2 separate regions of the Zea mays genome follow, and region 1 is linked to region 2. Evidence: chromatin contacts called from public Hi-C data. All regions are on one chromosome and are shown on one strand. Each heading gives the region's core, a stretch centred on a gene start, on an enhancer-like site or on the middle of the called end of the contact. The rest is flanking DNA. Distances are from core to core; before and after follow the strand shown.

Region 1 (7,740 bases), core at 4,472-6,971, 660 kb after region 2:
TGTTTGAGCTCTTGGAAATGTGCACTATATGCCTTGGTATGTTGCTTGGGCTCCCACACCTGAGAATGGCCGGTTGGGGTGGTATTTATAGCCTCCAATTCCCAAACTAGACATTGGACATAAAGCAGCAGCTTTCTGTCGTCGGGTGCACCCAGTCCGGTGCACCACCGGACAGACACTGTGCAGTGTCCGGTGCACGCCACGTCAGCCGACCGTTGGCGCCTGTAGCAGTCGACCGTTGGATCCGACCGTTGTCGTCTGTCCGGTGCACACCGGACAGTCCGGTGCTACAGCCCGAGAGCGCCTGTCTGTGGCCTCTCTGCGCAGACTGTCCGGTTGTCCCACCGGACAGTCCGATGCGCACGGGACAGGTACTGTTCACTGTCCGGTGCGCCACCAGGCGCTGGCTGACAGCCCTCTTCAAGGTTTCTTCGTTGATTTCTTCGGGCTTCTTTTGTTCTTGAGTCTTGGACTTCTGTGCATCATTTTATGTCTTCTTTTGAGATGTTGCTTTCCTCAATTCCTTAGTCCAAGCAAATATTGCATCCTGTGAACTACAAACACAAACACTAGAAAACTTATTAGTTCACGGATTGTGTTGTTCATCAAACACCAAAACTCAATTAGCCAAACGGCTCGGGGTCCATTTTCCTTACAATCTCCCCCTTTTTGGTGATTGATGACAACACAACCAAAGCAAATAATACAATTATTTAAATGAAAATATGCAATCTACTTGCTAGGATGCATGTTTGTCCCCACAATGTGATATTATGGACTTAAGCCTCCCTCTAACTCCATAATTCACTTACTTCCTATTTTAGGACCAAATAACCAAAACCACTTGAAAAACTATTTGTAGATATAAAATTTTAAATTTGTGGTGTTTGGTGTTTGATATAGCTTTCATTGCTTTGGTCCCTAAACTTCTCCCCCTTTGGCATCAACCACTGAAAAGGAAGACATTGAAAGCATGAAGGAAGTAAATAAAGCTTGCCCTCATCAAGGATTTTATCAGATGATACCACTAGAAGGATATTAAATTAAACCACAAGTATGGTACCAGTTGAAAGAATTACTCCCCCTAAACGAGTGTTCTATTTAGAAAGAAGTTTCTCCCCCTTTTTAGAGATGAAGAAATACTCCCCTGACAGAGATCCTCTACTTAGGAAAAAGCATGTGAAAATTAGAGGTGCAAGACAAGATTTGAAAAGACTAACTTCCCTTATGCATAGGTAACAGAATATGAGTTAAGTACTTATGCATTTTTAGCAACATGGAAGTATATGATATGAAAAATAGTCTAATCAAATGTTGGAGAAGACATGTAAATGATACTAAATGTAGTCTCAAAAGATACCAATTGAGGGTCAATGGCGAGCTTGAGAGACATGAGAGTTCTTGGAGATTTTGCAGTGGAAGATTGTTGTCTTTCTCCGGGGACCTTATTTTCCTTACAATGAGACTATCACATGAAATAGACTTGAAAAGGTGTTAGTCTCAAAGTATTAGATTATAGAATAACCTCCCCCTGAAGGTGTGCATACAAGTTTTGAATACTTGTAGGAGACATGCACTTTGATTTGATATCAAGAGGGGCAAATTATCCATAATCCGAACTTTGGCACATATAAGTTAAATGATACAGCTTGTAGAAATCAAAATTTTCAATTGATGCATCATTTACTATGGAGTGATATAGAAGCTATGTGCCGTGCTTAACTAAACATTTTAAACCATGTAGGTTTGCTTAAGTATATGAATTGAAAGCAAGCAATCCTACCATGTGATGTACCTAGTATGCATAATTTTTAAACAAAAGTAAATAACAAATGTAATACTAGGCAAGAAAGGTAAACTAGATACAAAGTAAATAGATACGCATATCTAAAAACAAGAGATACAATAAAACTAGTTACCTTAGTCATGGGTGGGAAATTTGGGTCCAAAATTTTCACTAACCCGCTTGGCAATAAACTTGATCCAATTTGATGTATCCCATGATATACATCCCAAATTTGCCAAGTCTCCAAATTTCTCGAAGACCTTCGATCCACTCACTTCTCTTTCGGGATCCAAACCTTCTTGGTGCTTTTCATGGTTGAAATTATTTCCTTTGGCACCCAGATGCGTTTGGCCCCTTTTCCTTTGTTGGCTTGCTTGTTGGCCTTGATTGCTATCACCTTTCTATTCTTTTTCTTGATCAAATATGGTGTAGCAGTCTTTTTGTCCACTTTTTTGATGTAGGTGTTGGAGATTTTGCTTGATGACTCTTGCTTGAGCTTTTGCCTTTGTTTATCCTCGGTCATCGCCTTGCATTGGAAAGACTTGTGGCCTTCCATGTGGCATAGCCTACAAATCACAGTTTCTCCCTCCATAGGCTTGTTCACTCTTGCAGTGGTGTTATCCTATGGAGATCGGATTTGTTTGGCTTTGCCTTTCTTGTCATACAAAGCCTTGCCAAGGCGAGCCACTTCTTGCTTTAATTGTTCATTTTCCTTTGCAACCTCATCCAAACATGTCTCTACAACAATATTCTCAACAATGACTTGGTTGCAGGGGTTAGAATCATCAATTAAATCAAAGCAGGAAGTAGAAGCATCTTTCTTAATTATTTCAGATATTTCAACTAAAGATGCTGCTGGGGTGCTACCAATATTTTCTAGCTTAGTAGTTAGCTCATTATTATGTGTGATAAGAATTTCCATTTTCTCTAGCAAATTTTCAATAGCTTCTTGGGAGCTAGCTAACTTAGCCTTAAGTTTTTCATTCTTTTTAATAAGGCTATCATCGGTAGCAGTGGATGGAGCACTAGATTCTAATAGCTCAATTTTAGTTGATAGCTCACTATTTAAGTTTGCAAAAGTTTCAAATTTTTCTAGCAAACCTTTGTAATCATTTTGAGAGCTAACCAACTTATTTTTCAAAGTTTTAAGTTGAGCTTTTTGCTTAGTGCAAACATCTTGGAAAAAATTTGCGGCTTCCGCAAGCTCATCTACGGAGGGCTTTCCCTCACCTTCTTCATCACTGCTACTTTCATCACTAGAGGATGGAATGCTTTTGTTACCTCTTGCCATAAGGCATTTGTGTGATGACTGTGATGAGCGTGATGAGGACCGGTGGCTGCGCGTCCTTGGAGGTTCATCTTCACTTGAAGAGTCATCCCAAGTTCTAACACTTGTTAGCGCCTTGCCTTTGCTCCTCTCCTTTTTGGGTTTGGCCATATTTGGACAGTTGTCCCTGAGGTGGCCCTTCTCCCCACATGCGAAGCATCCTCTCTTCCTTTGCTTTTTCCTATCAATGTTAAAGAGAAGATCCTCGACCTGCAGGGGCACACCCATTAGATTAATCTTGCGGATCATCCTCATTACCTTTCCGACGCGTCGGATTGTTTCTTCGTCCTCGGAGGATGATGTGTATGGTTGATTATCTTCATCATCATCACTTTCTTCTTCTTCCTCTTCTTCGCTTGAGGAACTTGGAGTGGGAGCCTTTTTTCCCTTTCCTTTCTTCACATGCAAAAGCATATGGTCTTGAGGAAGTTGGCTCCTCTCCCTGACTCATTTTTCGCGACATCCCAAAGGCCACAATTTTCCCAATCACAATGGTCGGGGTCATGTTGCTCAAGTCCTCCATGTTATGAAGGATAGTGATGATGCTTCCATATCTTTGTTGCGGTAGCAGGGAGATAATCTTCCTCACAATGTCCGCATCACCTAGCTTATTAATGCCAATAGAATTGAGCTCATTGATAATTAAATTCAAACGAGAATACATGTCTCTAACAAGCTCATCATCTTTCATAGCAAAAGAATTATACTCATTTAAGACTAGGCAATGTTTTTGCTCACGGACATTACATGTGCCGTCATGGAGCTCATGCAATTTTAGCCAAATCTCATTAACAGTTTTCAAGGTAAATACTTGATTAAAAATATCAATGCTAAGAGATTCATACAAGCAATTTTTGGCTCTAGCATTTAAATGGATTTCTTTTTCCTCACTCGTGGTGGGTTTCTCGGGATCCTTGAGGGGTTTCATCTCGTCACGAGTGACTCTCCAAACACCTAGATCAACGGCCTCTAGGTAACAAGCCATTCTAGCACTATAATATGGGAAGTTAGTGCTGTCGAAGTGTGTTGGCCTATGGGTATCCACCCCTTCCTCTAAAAAGCGTCGACTCTTTTAGCGGTGAAGTTAAAGCGTTTCAAATGAGCCAAACCGGGCTCTGATACCACTTGTAGGAAACGGGTGACGCCTAAGAGGGGTGAATTAGGACTTCTAAAACTTTCACTAAACTAGGCCACAAATAAATCCCTAGAGCAAAACCTATGCAAGTAATCAAACTAGAGAGTGCAAAGAGGTTTTGTCTAAGTGTTGCTATCTCTACCACAATGGCTAAGTTTCAATCTACACTATATAAGTATGAATACAAGATTGAAACTTAGATGCTTAATATAAATGCGGAAACTTAAAGAGCAAAGTAGAGAAGCAAACTCTCGTGGATGACGCCAGTATTTTTACCGAGGTATCCAGAACCACGCAAGGTCCCGACTAATCCTCGTTGGTGCCCATACGCAAAGGGAAGCCCACGCGAGGGCCAAGCACCACGGTCGAGTAACTCCGTAGAGAGCCGCGGGCCTTCTCCACTCGCAAGTGGTGCTCCGCTTCCGGCTCCTCTCGGACGCTCCCCGCCGTCTCCACTATCGAGCTTCTAGCCAAAACGCCGCGGGCCTCGTTCCCTCCGGTACACGGTGGCGGCCGTGACACAAACGCGGTTGTCACGGTCTCGCAAGACTCTCGCCCCACTCGGTACAATTACAACGGCTCACGCAAGAGTCAAGGGGTTGTGTGGTTTGTCTAAACTCACTCAACTAACTAGGGTTCACCTAGAGCAAGCGCTAAAGCGGTCTATCTAACCTAAGCACTTCGCAAAGCACCTACGCTAATCACCGAGTGATTCTATTAAGCACTTGGGTGTTTGAGCTCTTGGAAATGTGCATTATATGCCTTGGTATGTTGCTTGGGCTCCCACACCTGAGAATGGTCGGTTGGGGTGGTATTTATAGCCTCCAATCACCAAACTAGCCGTTGGACAGAAAGCAGCAGCTTTCTGTCGTCGGGTGCACCGTACAGTCCGGTGCACCACCGGACAGCCACTGTGCAGTGTCCGGTGCACGCCACGTCAGCCGACCATTGACGCCTGTAGCAGTCGACCGTTGGATCCGACCGTTGTCGTCTGTCCGGTGCATACCGGACAGTCCGGTGCTACAGCCCGAGAGCACCTGTCTGTGGCCTCTCTGCGCAGACTGTCCGGTTGTCCCACCAAACAGTCCGGTGCGCACCGGACAGGTACTGTTCACTGTCCGATGCGCCACCAGACGCTGGCTGACAGCCCTCTTCAAGGTTTCTTCGTTGATTTTTTCGGGCTTCTTTTGTTCTTGAGTCTTGAACTTCTGTGCATCATTTTATGTCTTCTTTTGAGGTGTTGCTTTCCTCAATTCCTTAGTGCAAGTAAATATTGCATCCTGTGAACTACAAACACAAACACTAAAAAACTTATTAGTTCATAGATTGTGTTATTCATTAAACATCAAAACTCAATTAGCCAAACTGCCCGGAGTCCATTTTCCTTACAAACTTGAAGGCGCTCTACATCCACGCATTCGGCATCACGCTGTCGTTGTTTCAGACGTTCCGCATCACGCTGCCGTTGTTTCTACACGTTCAACATCACCTTGTCCGTGTTCTGAACAGCCACTTGTTGCGTCGCTCGGCTACGGCACAACAACGACCTTCCTCAGCATGTTGAGAGCATGTTGAGTGACTGACACAAAGGCCGGCAACCTCACGCGAAGGCATTCCAATTATGTGGCCGGATCAACAGTTACTTATTAGAGGTCGCCAGGCATGAGGTTAGATGTAGATGAAGAAGCGGTAGAGGGAGGTAACAAGAGCGGAAATACCATGAAAGTGGAATGAATCACACAATAAAAAGATTACATCGACCATTAGGCAACTAAATAAGCTTAGCTACCGAGGAAAAGAATTCGAAAGGTGGAAATAAGACTTTACATATCGGTAGATAAGCTATTCTATTCTTAGTGCCTTAGCCAATCTAGGTCCCGAAGTCTTGCTGCTCGTCCGGCAAGTCAGGGGCATGCTTAACGTGCAACCTTATATGGCTAACAGATACAAACCCATCACATCCTTCATTGTCATCATGAGTCCTGATGTTTGCTGGAAAGATTTCAAGGGTACTTTAGACGAGATTCACCAAAACATATGGTACAATGGCAATGTACAGATATCTATAAGGTTAACAGTGGATATGCAGAATGAAGAAAGCACACTACTTCTACCTTAATATAATTATGATCAAAGTGGTAAAGACTTGTCATAATCATTCTTCAGACATGTGACCAACCTTGATGATTTTCAGTGCGAGAACACGTATGAAAAAGTTTACCATTCTCTGTAGCAGGTGATATTATGTTCAATGTGTGACATAGGGTGCTAGCATGACCAAAGAAACTCAGCAAGATTACAAATACACAGTATCAGGAACCTGAAAAAAAAAGTAGAATTCTTAAGTAATGAAATGTGAAAGAGAAACCTGTCGATATAGATGGAAAGTTGTGGATTCTACCTGATTTTCAGGTCACACAAGATCACACACCCTGCATCCTTCTGAACACATAATGAACAGATGAGGGATCTACATCACACCTGACACCCTCACCTCCATACTGTACAAAGAGGTATTCTCTCGAAGACACTGGAGGGGGCAAAAGATCTGATACCAGGGCTAGATCTTGGTTGGGAAGTAAAGATTCCCTTTGGTTTAGTGAGTAGTACACATCCGCAAGGAGAAGCCAGACAAGATCAGCATCCATGCAGGCAAGGCCTGCCAATGCCCTTATAGCAGCTTCCTGCAAACCTGTCAAACTACTGTAGGCAATGCCTACCACAAGGCCACAGACCTTCTTTAGTACGCTTTCTAGTGCAACAGCACTTCTCTTGTTCGAAGATATTGCAGCGATCATGTCCAGGACTGCAATCTGAATCTTTTGGCTGGAGATCTCAGCCATAGGTTCCTCTGAGTTAAGTGAGGTATCCCTATATGGTAAAATGATTGCTTTTTCATCCATCTTTGACAGACGTCGGAATGGAGATAAAGCCAGCAACCTCCAAACAATAGGTCCATCCTTATGAAACCTGCGTACATAAAAATCGCCGCCAGATATGCAAATTGCTCGCCTCAACATTTCGGTGCACTTCCTAACAACCGGCTGCAAAACAACAGTATGGTAAGTGAATATCTTACACCTCAGGAAGGTAGCATACAATCAGGTTAAAGTTAGAGAAAAAGCAGGTACCCCATAAACTAAATGCAACATGAAAACTCTAGTCCAGGAGCCAAGAAAATATAAATGTGTATAAATTTGTTGTTTATTGACTAATACTCCCTCTGTTCCTTCCACGAAAAATTAAATCTGCATGCAGGTGAGCATGCGAGCGTGAGTACTGAGTATGATGCAGCATCAATTGCACGGAGCAGAAAAAACAAGGATTAACTCAGCGTTAATCTCATCCTTGTCTGTGCACTAAAGCAAATATGATATCTAAATAAAAACGGAGGGAGATGTCAAAAATCCATAGATATCCAAACTGACCACTATAATTCCTGACCCAAGCTCAAGCATATAAATTGGGTTTCCTTCCATTGCAAACTACATG
Region 2 (7,683 bases), core at 744-3,243:
CTTCGACGTGAATAAGTGTGTTTCAGGAATGTTTTCACTTGCATACGAAGCTAACCTTTGGCTCAAGCAGTAAACAAGTACGCTTCATCTATATGCAAGTAGCAGAGACGACTGTCGAAGGCAATGACTTCGGGCACGAGCCAAAAAGAAGGTTACTGAACAACGAAGGCTGAGACCCGCAAAGCCGAAGGCGGAGAAAATACGATATTGTCCTTATATCACTTGTAAACAGTATATGTAAAACCTTGTTGGACATAATTGTAAATCTGTATAAAGACGAAGTGTTAATTATAGGATGAAGGTCTTCATTTTTAACTGGTGTTGACTTGATTGATAATTGTTACTTCTATGTACCAATATATTTTGATGCTCCTATGTGTTTGAAGGAGCAATTTATATGTTAAACGCATCGCGCAAGACGCTAACAACTTACTAGTAGCAGAATAGAATCGAGGATATACAAAATTCTGTTTTTAGCATCTCGTTTCATGAAATTTATCAATCTGGTAACTTTTTTGTGGATTTGAATTCCACATAACGAGAGCCTTTGCATAGAATTTCATAAAATTAAGGAGATGTTTGAATGCAATAAAGCTAATAATTAGTGATTAAAATTAGGTAGAGACATCTAAACACTTTAGCTAATATTTTAGCTATTAACTATTTTTAGTAAATTAGCTACTAGTTAGCTAACTATTTGTTAGCTTGCTAATTCTACTAACAACTTTTTAGCTAACTAACTATTATCTCTAGTGTATAGAAACACCTTCTTTATATATTACAGCGTCGGTGGATGAATCACGAGCTGGTGGCCGTGGCGGTGCCGTGTGCCACGTGCCCGGGTATGCTGGCAGAGAAACACGGTGGACTCGGTCACCGAGGTGGGCAGTCAGCATTGGACTCATCTGTCATCTCCGGGCAAAACGTGCTCCATCAACCATCGCAGGCTCGCAGCCTAGGAAAAATTAACTTTTTTGCTATATAAATAAAACTTCGTTAGTGAGTGAGTTGTATGATTAACTATACGTTTGGTTGAGGAGGCAGTTCCATTTCGGTTTCTAGGAATTAAGACATTTTATTCTGTGTTTGACGAGCAGAACAAAACCGCTTCATTTTTGTTTGGTTGAAAAGTAGAATAGAGTGAAGCCGTTTCGTTCGTTGTTTGATTGGAGAGCCATATAAATGTAGAGTGGAGGAGAGGGAGAAGAGCGCTCGCGTCCGTGAGAGAGCTCGCATCCGATTGTTTTGGTGGAGCGAGAGCATCCCAAATATTTGCCATATATAGATTTCAGGAGCCGCTCCGCTCTCCTCCATTGGAAACCAAACATCAAAAAAATAAGAATGGAGCCGTTCCATTTCTCTCCGCTCCTCAACCAAACACATCAGCAGTGTTCGGTTAATTCCGTTATCCATGAATTGGATGAGATTAAAAAAATTAAGAAGAAATTTAACTTTTTTGGATTTAAATTCACCCAATCCCACATAATTCGCATGGATTGAGAACTAACCGAACAGACCTAACGGGACGTTTGGATCCCTTCATTTAGAGGAATTGGAATTCACTCAATAAAGTAACTTATTTAGTTTGGAATTTGACATTCCACCACTTTCTAAAGTTAATATATAAGCCTATCTCAAATTAATGGGATGGAGGGTGAGAAATGATTTTATGCATGACTAGAATTGGTTTCTAATCTATAACTTACATGACACTCTTCGTCTCACTCCCTTATAGTAAAAATATAGCACATAAATATTTTCGACATCTTGCTAATAATATTATATAAATATATTTTGTATAAAATCGAATTAGCTTAATTGATATATGACTAAATTACTGTTATTAGAATGTAATTCAATTTCAATAATCCAAACGGGAAGTAAGTGAATTTTGTAAAAATGACAAAAAGGAAGAGTCCCGCAGCGCACAACGGCCGCACAAGCAAAGGCGGGGGAGAGAGCTCCGTGCAGTCACCGTCGTGTTCGGAACGAGCGAGAGAGCGGGAGACGAGTCGCGGCGCCTCTGCTGTGCTGTCTTCTTCTCCCCCTCTGCTCTGCTTCGGCTCCTCACGCGGCCTCGCCGAGACCCGCAGGTACGCCTTCGGCCTTCCCATTGGGACTCCTCCGTGACTCCGTCTCCCTGGGGTCACGGGTCCGCGCCGCCTCAGATCCGGGCAACCCGTTGCGACACCGCCTTGGTGCGGCTGCGGTGGTGGGCAGTTCCGTGGTACTGCGGCAGGCACGCCAAAGACAGTTTCTCTTTTCTTTCTTCCCTGCTGCCCATGGCGGCGGCCGGGCGGAGAAAGATTGAACTCTTGACTCTTCTCACTGCCATAGCAGATGTATGCACGCACGCAAACGTTCCTTTCGGTTGCGTCAGTAGCCTGTAAGCTTGGCTGCTCGGCTCTGTGATCTTCGTTCCTCCTCTTTCGGGCAACCAGGTTCAATCTAATTTCGATTTGGTAGCTAACTTTTTCAGCAAGTGGTTGTTAGGTGTTGTTGCATTTGTGGTGTCCGAGATTGATTGGTAACCACACGCCACTTGCGAGCGACCCTTTTTGACTGTTTTAGTTTCTCCCTTCGCATGCGCCTGTGTCCGTAGGATTCTGTTGCGTCGATTAGCTTAGGTATGGGGAAAAGGTCGAGCCTTGCATTTCAATACTACGTGCTGTCATTTCTATATTCCTGATGCTCCGCTGCTGATCACACGCTCAACTGCCTTTAGCTCTAGACCGCTCAATCTGCTCTGGGGAATATTTCATCATGTGTAAAGTAGGTGCCCGGCGTCGTCCCATTTGCTGGATCAAGTTAGGTTCAAAAAAATTGAAATTACTACTTTTCCGGTTTCCAAACACATACAGTGATCTCCACTTTGTCTTCGATGCACTGTGCTCTGGTCGCTCGTTTATCTTATCTTCGCCTGCCTGTGGCCTGTGGTGGTACTGATTCGTGCTATCCTACTGGAGAATTTGTCAAACCCCCGCTAGGCATATTTTTCAAACTCACGGCACAAAGCTAGCGTCACTTGGAAGAGTACCTATATAAATAACACCCCCTTGCTGCCTTGTGCTTGCAGAACAGGGGGTTCAGACTTCTTGGTGAGAGCGATATGAGTGTCCCAGGTCAATGCTCATCCCAGCCACAATTTATCACCAGCGTTGGGAGGAGTAACCGCTCCAATGGCCCCGGCACTCCTCTTATCGAAAGCATAGATGTTGATCAAATTGTTATTCCAGAGGTATGCTATACTTTTGATAGCCCGTGCTTGATTTTGGAAAAGAACAAGATGTCTCCGTGACAGCTAACATATAAGCTTAATTGTTAGTCTCGCTCTTTCTTTCTCAAGATAATCTTCCTCTGAATATGTTGTCGTGATGTGTGCCATCTGAAGTTTCAAACTTGATGCGCCATAGTGTAGAAAGAATGATGAACTGAACATTAGCTTTTATCGAGAAATAGAAGGAATAGTCAACAAGTGAATAGGAAACAATGATATACTTAGATTGCTCTACTAACTTTTGTATCTCCAGATCTTATGCCTTCATAATGATGAGAAACTAACTATTGCCTGACATATCACTTTGACAGAAAAACAGTTGGAAGAACTTATTCTCATACATAGGGCCTGGATTTCTCGTCTCAATTGCATATATTGATCCTGGAAACTGTAAGATTAACGGATTCACTTTTCTTCGATTCTCATTGAGTATTTCCCTTCCATCTATTGTGTATTCTTCACAAATTTTTTGGTGTGTCTTGCAGTTGAGACGGATCTACAGGCTGGAGCACAGTACAAATATGAGGTGCCTGCTGCTTCAGTCTTATGTTCCCACTTGTGCGTGTGTGTGTTGTGTTTTTTTTTCTTTTTTGTTTCTTCCATTCAGTTAAGCCATGCTTCTCTCTAACAAAGACTCTTCAATTGCAGCTTCTTTGGATCATACTTGTTGCATCCTGTGCTGCTCTTATTATTCAATCACTTGCAGCCAGGCTAGGGGTTGTGACAGGTTGGTATTTTATGTTTGTTAATTTATTGCATCCTTCAATCCTTCCCTGTGAGCATTGCTAATACAACAACAACAAAGCCTTGTGAGCATTGCTAATAGTTTGTGAAATTCCTCTGTGTACAGGGAAACATCTTGCAGAGCATTGCAGGGCTGAGTATCCCAAGGTCACAAATTTTGTCTTATGGATTCTTGCAGAACTTGCTGTTGTTGCATGTGACATTCCTGAAGGTATCAAAAATACATTTCAGTTGCTTTTTGCATGTTTTTTAAATTTAAGCACAGAGCTACTTGGGTTTTATCCAGCCATTTAATAATACTGCAGATGGTGTGAAACTAATTCTTTACTAGATATAAATTGGAAATTACAGTTTGCTTTGGTAAATTGTCTGTCAAACTAGCAGATCACACAACCGATTCTTTTAGCTTTATGTTGAATTCTCCAGTAATTTCTTATCAACTAAGATGGCGGTTTACTCTTTGTAGTAATTGGAACTGCTTTTGCTCTAAACATGCTGTTCAGAATCCCAGTATGGTGTGGTGTTCTAATAACTGGACTCAGCACTCTAATGCTCTTATTGCTGCAGCAATATGGGGTAAGACCATTTCATATTACATGTCCAAGTATTCCTCATTGAAAACCTAAATTCTATTCAAAGCAGCTTTATTAACAGATAGTATAGACAAGATCATCAATATGATGACATAGTTAATAGACATCACTCATATCGGTCTTGTTTGAGTGGCTCATATTGTGTACTGTAATTTTCTTGGTGCAGGTCCGTAAGCTAGAATTTCTGATTGCATTTCTGGTGTTCTTAATAGCAACATGTTTCTTAGTTGAACTTGGGTATTCTAAACCAAATGCTCCAGAAGTTGTTAGGGGCCTTTTTGTTCCTGAACTTAAAGGAAATGGAGCTACAGGCCTTGCTATCTCATTACTTGGTGCTATGGTGATGCCGTAAGCTTCTTTTTCTATCTTTCTGTTCCCAAGCATTTGGTTTAGAACATAAGACCTTTTTCCATTTATCTGTTACATAAATTGCAGGCACAATCTTTTTCTGCACTCAGCATTAGTATTGTCAAGAAAAGTGCCACGGTCTGTTCATGGGATTAAGGTAACCTCTAATTCTCCTTATACTGGCGGACAGACCTAACGTGCTATTTTTATTTTCAGATGATTAAACATCTATTTACCTCCAATAATTCACTCTCTTGCAGGAGGCCTGCAGATTCTATACGATTGAAAGTGCATTTGCCCTTACAGTTGCTTTTCTCATCAACATATCTATCATATCTGTCAGTGGTTCTGTCTGTGGTTCAGGTAATTTAAACCCAGAAGATCAAGCAAATTGCAGTGATCTGGACCTAAATAAGGCTTCATTTTTGTTAAAGGTAGGCCAAGAAGTTTAAGTATTCATATGATTGTCAAATTCATAAATGAAAAATACTTGATAGAGTGTTTTTGTGCTAGAACTTCTATATTTTTCACTGAGTTTTGGGTTATTTCTCTTTCTTCTTTGCGGACATGAGCAGGAAAGTATTAAGGCAGAAAGCCAGAAACTTTAAAAAATTCATAGGGAAAAAGCACTTTTGACACCAACTAGGCAGATAGCTTTACATAGAGCTTCTGCTTCAGTTTTGAAATGTTTTTTGTGAAGTCTATATATACTTTTCGGTAAATATTCAAATCTGACACTGCATTTTCTTTACTGTTCTTTTAGAATGTCCTTGGAAACTGGAGCTCAAAGTTGTTTGCAGTTGCTTTGTTGGCATCTGGTCAGAGTTCTACAATTACGGGGACATATGCTGGACAATATGTCATGCAGGTTTTTGGAACTTATACCTTATTTCAGTTCTAGTTCGCAAGTTGAATGGCAGGTTGTTTTATGATGCATATTACTCGAGGCATTTGATGTTGATCAGAAGTAATCAAGCATTTGCTTGCTTGCAACATTAGTTTGTTTAGCTGTTAGATATGAAAAGTACAGAAAATAAATTAGTACATAACTCTTAGATTTGCAATGAACAAGCTTGGGCTTATGAGTTTCAGTGCCAACCTCCAAGGTTCTCTTGGTCAGCTAGATTGCAGAGAAAAAGGACAGATACGGGGTAAGCTTAGGTCACCACCATTATTAATGTCTCCCATTATTTAATACAGTACGCTGCTAATTGTCTTCCCTTGTCTCAAATAACGCGTTGAATCATTTTAATTATTTTTATTGTTTTGCCTAAAGGAAAACTAAGTAATCAACCAAGCATTTTGGACTTGTGAAACTTCATTTGCTATATACTAACATTTACTCACCTAATCTAGGGGTTTTTAGATCTTCGGATGAAACCCTGGATACGCAATCTTGTCACGAGGTCCTTGGCTATCCTGCCAAGTTTGATCGTGTCAATTATTGGTGGTTCTTCAGCAGCTGGCCAGTTGATTATCATTGCATCGGTAATCAGTGAACTTTACTGTTGTACTCTTCTATACCTCAAAAACTTAATAGTTCTATAATGTTTAATCTCATTACTCATGTCAATTAAGGTTTTTAGCTCCGTATATGTTAACTAATGCCTTGCTCGGCTACATGCAGATGATACTGTCATTTGAACTCCCTTTTGCTTTAGTTCCACTCCTTAAATTCACCAGCAGCAAAACAAAGATGGGGCAGCATACAAATTCAATATTCGTGAGTCATTTTGTCACAGAATCGACAGTAATTACCTTGAATTTGCATAGCAACTCATCTAACTTGATTGTCAAATGCAGACTGCTGTGCTGACATGGATGATCGGCTCGTTTATTGTTGTCATCAACACCTACTTTCTGATAACAAGCTTTGTGAAATTGCTCGTCCAGAGCGGGCTGACCACCATTTCTCAAGTATTTTCCGGTATTTTCGGGTTTTTGGGCATGCTGATTTACATAGTTGCGATCCTATACCTCGTCTTTAGGAGGAACAGGAAGTCCACCCAGCCATTGCTGGAGAGCGATGCTGAGCTTGCAGTATCGGGTAGCAGTGCTGATGCCGGAGCAGAATGCTCGCTGGGCCATTTGCCCCGTGAGGACATCTCCAGCATGCAACTTCCGCAGCAGCGTTCAGCTTCTGATCTAGATTAGATAACAGCTGCCAGGAAAATAAATGTTTTTTTTGTTTTTTATATAGTATAGTAATTACAGAATAGGGTACGTCAGGTATTGGCTTCTGTTCATCCTACTGATGATGCTTAAGGAATGTATACAAGAGGACGGATATCTATGCTGCCAAACAAAAAAATGGGGCACAAAAGAATTTAGTGCCTGTTTTTGGGAAGTGATGTGAACTGAATCCTGGAAGGGGCAAAAAAAAAAAATGTTGGAATCCAATTGTTGAAAATTCTTCATTCTAAACATGAGGCCGTTGGTAAAAAATGTCTACATGCTGTAAACATACTATATTTTGACATTATTATCACAGTTAATATATACTGGACATGCTGTTTTATGTGTTGTGCATTCCAGTGGCTGCAGGCCTTGCTCAGAGCTAGTTTGGTGATTAGAGAAATGGAGAAGTTCTATGTACCCTTTATTTTTCTGGCCACTAAATTAGCCCTTATAGTGCCGATATTTTCTGAATAGAATCAGGTGAATCCACCCTTCTAGTTCTGCTGCTGACAAGCAGGTGACCAAGCCCTGTGAATGGAGCTC

The links. Hi-C and Micro-C count contacts between places; a contact is called where the count stands out from the background.
Region 1: a contact with region 2 is called in a Hi-C map of ear, with 2.9 times the contacts expected there. The contact joins the enhancer-like site here to the promoter of LOC100193537 in region 2. A contact is called at or near these places in 2 of 25 Hi-C or Micro-C datasets (ear and tassel).

The regions. Positions count from the first base shown.
Region 1 is chr5:45,308,745-45,316,484 of Zm-B73-REFERENCE-NAM-5.0, forward strand. LOC100273882 reads right to left here. Exons shown (of 18, transcript NM_001362448.1): 17 at 6,650-7,292; 18 at 6,364-6,568. The coding sequence ends at 6,672. Among protein-coding and RNA genes, the nearest start is that of LOC100273882, 23 kb to the right of the region's middle. Within about 2 kb of position 5,722, at least 3 of the 20 cell types and tissues checked have an H3K27ac peak or open chromatin away from gene starts, as enhancers often do. A contact at or near this core is called in ear, where this site is marked.
Region 2 is chr5:44,647,591-44,655,273 of Zm-B73-REFERENCE-NAM-5.0, forward strand. LOC100193537 (nramp aluminum transporter1) reads left to right here and starts at 1,994. Exons shown (of 14, transcript NM_001138648.1): 1 at 1,994-2,093; 2 at 3,077-3,238; 3 at 3,589-3,667; 4 at 3,763-3,803; 5 at 3,926-4,004; 6 at 4,128-4,232; 7 at 4,488-4,597; 8 at 4,781-4,962; 9 at 5,050-5,119; 10 at 5,223-5,396; 11 at 5,726-5,830; 12 at 6,319-6,450; 13 at 6,590-6,685; 14 at 6,766-7,307. The coding sequence starts at 3,110. The coding sequence ends at 7,116.